2 separate regions of the Macaca mulatta genome follow, and region 2 is linked to region 1. Evidence: chromatin contacts called from public Hi-C data. All regions are on one chromosome and are shown on one strand. The core of a region is the stretch at or near the end of the contact, and the rest is flanking DNA. Distances in the headings are between cores, read along the strand shown.

Evidence for each region. Hi-C and Micro-C count contacts between places; a contact is called where the count stands out from the background.
Region 2: a contact with region 1 is called in a Hi-C map of fibroblasts, with 2.4 times the contacts expected there. The contact joins two enhancer-like sites. A contact is called at or near these places in 2 of 14 Hi-C or Micro-C datasets (fibroblasts and liver).

The regions. Positions count from the first base shown.
Region 1 is chr1:146,459,819-146,462,563 of T2T-MMU8v2.0, forward strand. No RefSeq gene overlaps it. Among named protein-coding and RNA genes, the nearest start is that of MIR760, 28 kb to the left of the region's middle. Within about 2 kb of position 1,398, at least 12 of the 40 cell types and tissues checked have an H3K27ac peak or open chromatin away from gene starts, as enhancers often do.
Region 2 is chr1:146,580,763-146,583,564 of T2T-MMU8v2.0, forward strand. All of the region lies in intron 1 of BCAR3 (BCAR3 adaptor protein, NSP family member), which reads left to right. Among named protein-coding and RNA genes, the nearest start is that of BCAR3, 13 kb to the left of the region's middle. Within about 2 kb of position 1,324, at least 1 of the 40 cell types and tissues checked has an H3K27ac peak or open chromatin away from gene starts, as enhancers often do.

The DNA of each region.
Region 1 (2,745 bases), core at 148-2,647:
ATAATGAAACAAATGCCTGGTCCTCAGTAAATACTTGACTAATGATGGAAAGTACTGTTACCTCCCATTTTACAGGTGAGAAAACAGGCTCTGAGTGGTTAAGTAGTTTGCTTATATCACAGCTAGGAAGTGGCAGAATGGGATACAAACCCAGACACTTCCGCTCTGGAGATGCCGACAACCATGACAGTAGGACAGCCCAGGTGCACAGCATTGAATCAGAGCAGGCCTGAGGTGGGGGCTTGTGTGGTAGGCATAGACCAAGATATTTAGCTTGTAGGAAGCAGAGGAAGGCCCTGAGAAGGAGGCAGTAGGCATTGAAGATTAACGTCAGCTTTGCGGCACTTGTGCTTTAGTCTGATCCTGGCTAACGGTGCTGATATCAGTCTCTCATGAATATAATCACACAGAAACCAACAGATATTTCTGAACTCTTTGTGTGTGTAAAGCACTGACGTAGGTGTTAAGAAAACTGTCACAAAGTACAAAAAGAGACACTTGGCACTCAAGGAGCTTATAATCTAATTGTGGAAAGCACTAGCATACGAAAAATAAAATAGCAAAGTCAGCAGTATTAAGAGTACTGTAAAGTGGCAGGTGGTTGATAACCAAACCAGGGGCCCTGAGAACCAGTCTTCACCACTAAGGAGGGAGCAGTCACCAAAGCCTCGGTAGGCTGGGGAGCTTTGTGTGGTGTGGGGCGGTAGGGAGCAAAGCTTCCTTGGGACTGGCAGAGCCAAGAGGGCTTAGGAGGTCTAGGGGAAGGTGAACTGGGAGGGTAGGAAAGCACAGAGGAGGAGAGCCCCTTGGCAAAAAGTGCTGTGGGGCAAAATACTGCAAAGGTGATAGGCAGGGACGTGGCAGGTAAACAGGGCTAGTCAGCTGCAGCCGGTCAAAGCCAGGATGGAGAATGTCATATGTAGTTTGTTGTGCACGGATATCACCTTAAGCTGGGAAGCAACTCAGAGACTTACAGGGAAGGAGAATAGAAGAGGAGTAAGATTGGGAATGCTGCCAGAGATGACATGGAGAAGCACAGGGAAGGTCAGAGAACCAAATGGCTAAGGGCACAGGCTTTAGAGCCAGCCTGACTTCCACCTCTACCTCTGCCACTTCTGAACTGTATGAAAGGCCGTGACACTCAACTTTCAGACTCATTTCCTCATCTGTAAATGAGAGAAAAAGAAAAAAGTTGTCTCCTGGAATGTCTGTGAGGTTAATACAGTGAGATAATATGATAACATACGTAAAATACTTAGGATAGTACTCAATAAATGGTAGCTTTCAAAAACCATGAAAGTGACCCACTGGGAATGCTGGGCTCTCAGCCCTGAGAACCAGAGAGCAATGCCAGACCATGTGCCTGCTGCCCCCGCACTGGAGGTGACCCCTTTCAACCCCTGCTTTGATGCCCAGCGGCCCATTCCTTCCCTCATACTCACAAGTGCCTGCTCACATATAAGGCTAAATCAAACTCCTGCAGAAACACGACAGGAAGCTGAAAAGATAACATAAAGCAGAAGCAGGGATTCCTGTTACCAGAACAGTGTTGGTTGAACAGGATGTGGGGGGACCAGGGAAACAGATGGCCGAGAGGCAGATATTGCGGAACCATCCAGGAAGTTATTGCCTTCCCAAGCTCAGGACAGAGAAGCTAGTTCTATTATTATAACTTTTTTTTTTTTGCGGGGAGGAGGGGTGTGGTTTAATGTACTGATTACTTGCCTGCCCCTGAAGGCAGTTTCAGGACTTCAGCAAAATACAAGTTAGCACCTGTTTTTGTAAGTATAGCTAAGATAGTTTTAGTTTGGGGGGTTTTGTTTTGTTCTATCTTCATTTTTTGTTACATTCCTGAATATCTTGTTCCTAGCTATGGTGGTTGTTTTGACATTGTCAATCAAGAATTCAGTGGGCAATAGCTTAAATGCCTTCAATATTACCATCTATTGCTTGTTATAAACAGAGTTGCAATTTCTTTCTTTCTTTTTTTTTTTTTTTTTTTTTTTTGAGACAGAGTCTAGCTCTGTTGCCCAGGCTAGAATGCAGTGGTATAACCTTGGCTCACTGCAACCTCTGCCTCCTGGGTTCGAGTGATTCTCCTGTCTCAGCCTCCGGAGTAACTGGGATTACAGGCGCCCGCCACCACACCCAGCTAATTTTTGTACTTTTAGTAGAGACGGGGTTTCACTGTGTTGGCCAGGATAGTCTCGAACTCCTGACCTCATGATTCGCTCGCCGCAGCCTCCCAAAGTGCTGGGATTACAAGTGTGAGCCACCATGCCCTGCCCAGAGTTTTAATTTCTAAAGGATTTTGTGAATTATTCACCGATGAAAGCAAAGCTAGAAATTGCAGCATAATTTCAAAATATTGCTTGGAGGATATGATCATGAGAAAACATAAAACTCTATTCTCCTGTCAATTCCTGAGCAAAAATTATCCTACAGTGATAGAATAAACTAGTCATAGGGGGCTTCCTGTGCAGCTAGTTTATATCATGTGCCTACTGTGGAGGGCTGCTTCCCTGCTTCACGAAGCCCCACCTCTCACAACCTGCAGCACCAGCTTTACCAAGTGAGGTTCACTTTATGTTCAGCATTTACTGATCACCTGCTACGTGTAAGACATTCCTCTGAACATGCTCCTAATTCCATTCGTTGAGTCATCAATCCCCAGGAATCCCAAGATCCCCAAAATATGGAGACCCCACAGAGAAAGGCTCAAGTTCACTACTGCAGACACCTCTG
Region 2 (2,802 bases), core at 74-2,573, 120 kb after region 1:
TAGGAACAGTGTTTGGTGGATTACAACAGGAGGAGTGTGGTTCGGGGTTTCCTAAATGTGTTTGATCATAAGGACACATGGGCTTTTGTTAAACATTGGCCTCAAGGTTTCACTTGGGTCTCTCCAATTCAGACCTCTGGGACAGGAGCTGGGGGATGTGCATGATTCTGATGATCAGGTGATTCTAATGATCAGGAAAGTTGGAGAAGGTTGATATTAGGCATAGGCCTCCAAGTATGGAGAAGGGGACTATAGAGAAGAATGGATGAGAGGTTTGGAAAAGAAAGGGGTAGGGAGAAGAAAGAGGAAGGGACCAAGAGAGCTATGGAGAGTGGAGTGGAGAAGAGAATTCTTGCCCAGGGGACTCACATTTTGGATGCTGAGCAAGAATGATGTGATGTGAAGAACTCTGGGGTCATGACTGGGCTCAGTCACAGTAGCTGGGGGTCCCATGGTGGCTGGGAGGGCATCAGTCCCTGAAAAGTCCTCTTTTTGTCCCTTGGTGATTCATGCAGGGCATCTCAGGATCCCAGAGCAGGGACCAGATTGACATGGAAGTGGAGTTGCCAGCCACCAGTGTGATGTGATTTCCACATGCCAGGGGAGCTCCCCACCTTGCGCTCTGTGAGCATCCCTCACCAGAAATTCCCCCAGGAGCCAGGTGAGGCTGAAGCAACCCAGGTGTGGAGGGAATGACACAGGCTTTAGAATCCTGGTCAGATCTGTATTCTCATCCTCTGATACTTTCTAGACATGCAACCTTGGGCAACGTAGCTTCTCTATGAGCCTCAATTTCCTCATCTATAAAATAGGGATAATAATACCTGCCTCGAAGAGCTGTCATGAGGATTAAGTGGGCAAAGCACATAGAGTGCCAAGAGTAGGTGCTCAGGGCCTTGAGCAAGAGGCAGAGCCTTGGTGGTGGAGACCACTATAAGCTCCACTCCACACTGAGAGCCCAGAGAAGATGGGAGATGGACAGTGGGAGAGAAGCACAGGAGGTGAGCGTCCCTGGAGCTACTCTTGAGTTTCTGCTCCTACTAGTCACCAAAATCACAGCAGTCCGTGTTTACAGAGGCATCTTACCTGTCCCTATTTTTACTGTGTTACCAAGGTGGTAACAGTATAATATTATTTTTGTATAAAGTGTTGATCTGTTGTCCCCAGCACCTTGCACTTTGGGGGACACTATATGTTCATTATCAATATATTCTGAAATAAGAAACAGAAACCAGAAATTTAATCATCCAGTACCCAGTCCACAAGAAAGGCCAATGACTCACTTCAGAATATGCGAGGATTGTTCACTCATTTCCTTCCATGTGGTGTGTTTGTCACTGCCTGGTCATGCTGTGAGGAAAAGCTGCTCTCACCTTCATGTTCATGAACCTGAGACAGACGAGGTCACATGGAGATCACTCAAGGGGTTCGCTCTTCCTGGAAATGCTGACAACTGAGAAGTTTGCCTCCCACAGCTGTATGAAAGGTTTTGTGAGGAGGAGGTTAGGTCAGCACCAGGAGTTAGCCCCTCAAAGTGCTATTCCCTAAGCCTAGCACAGGAAAAAGAAATTTCCTCTGTACTGGGTGGGGGGATGACTGCTCGCTTGCTCCCTTGAAGGAGGGTTGTTGAGCTGGAGCAGTGCCTCTCACACAGGTCACCAGGAGGCTTGTTAAAATGTGGGTTCTGAGTCAGTGCCTTGGGGTGGGGCTGAGATTCAGCATTTATGACAAACCCTGGGCATTGGAGAGGCAGCTGCTCCACAGCCCCAGGACAGGGCTAGGACTCCAGGGTCACACCTGTGAACCTTCAGTGTGGGTTCCTGCCGTGGAGAAAATTCAAATGTATGTAGAGGCTTGACTGATTCCTGACCTGCTTGAGACCCCCACACACCCTGACCTTATGTCTGAAACTCTGTTCAAAAGTCCAAATCTCAAATATCTATGGAATGCCTAGCAAGTGCCAGGCACTGGGCTAAGTTTACCTAACCCAGCTTGCTTGCTTCTCTTAAGACTCACTGTGCCATTCCACACCACGCTCAAGCAATCAACACCAAACTCTCCCACTCACTCTGAGGAACAAGGGTTCACACTGGGAGGTGAAGCGGGCAGTGGAGACAGGGAGGCCAGTTTAGGGAGCTCCACATCCCAGCTCTGTGAACTTGGCTGGTTACTCTGCCTTTTTGTGCTTCCATTTTCTCATCTATAAAAAGGGCTTAATAACCCCCACCTCTCTGGGTTGCTGAAAGGATTAACTCAGATGATGTACGCAGAGTTCTTAGCCCTGGGCTGGTAAGCATAGCTGTTATGATTCATATTTAAGGTTGTGTTTCCTCCATCAGAACCTTTGGTGCTCTGTCCCTCTTTGCAGACACCTAGGCCAATTCTTGTGTGACTCCTTATGCTTGACTGTGTTACTATCTGGAAATTATTCTTACCATTTGGAAACCTCAGTCAACAGCACCATTAAAAGCAGTTCCAAATGGTTACCACACAAGAGGAGTGCCCCACAGCAGCTGCGTGTGCACTGGGGAGGGGAGTTCCTGTGAGGAAAGAACCAGAGAGGAAAGGGCCAACCCGACAGCCTCTTGCAGCCCTCCAGCTTGCTGTGCCAACTGCTCTTGCACTGGACACTGAGCTGTGCGGCAAGGACTTCATTCCTAATAATGCAGTGTCAGTTATAAATCATTTATTTAAAAATCAAACTGGCCAACCCTAGATTGTCTTTACCATAGCACCACTTTCACTCACTTGCATTCCAAAGAGATTTTAGAAACATTATTTAACTTTTCATCATGGCATTTT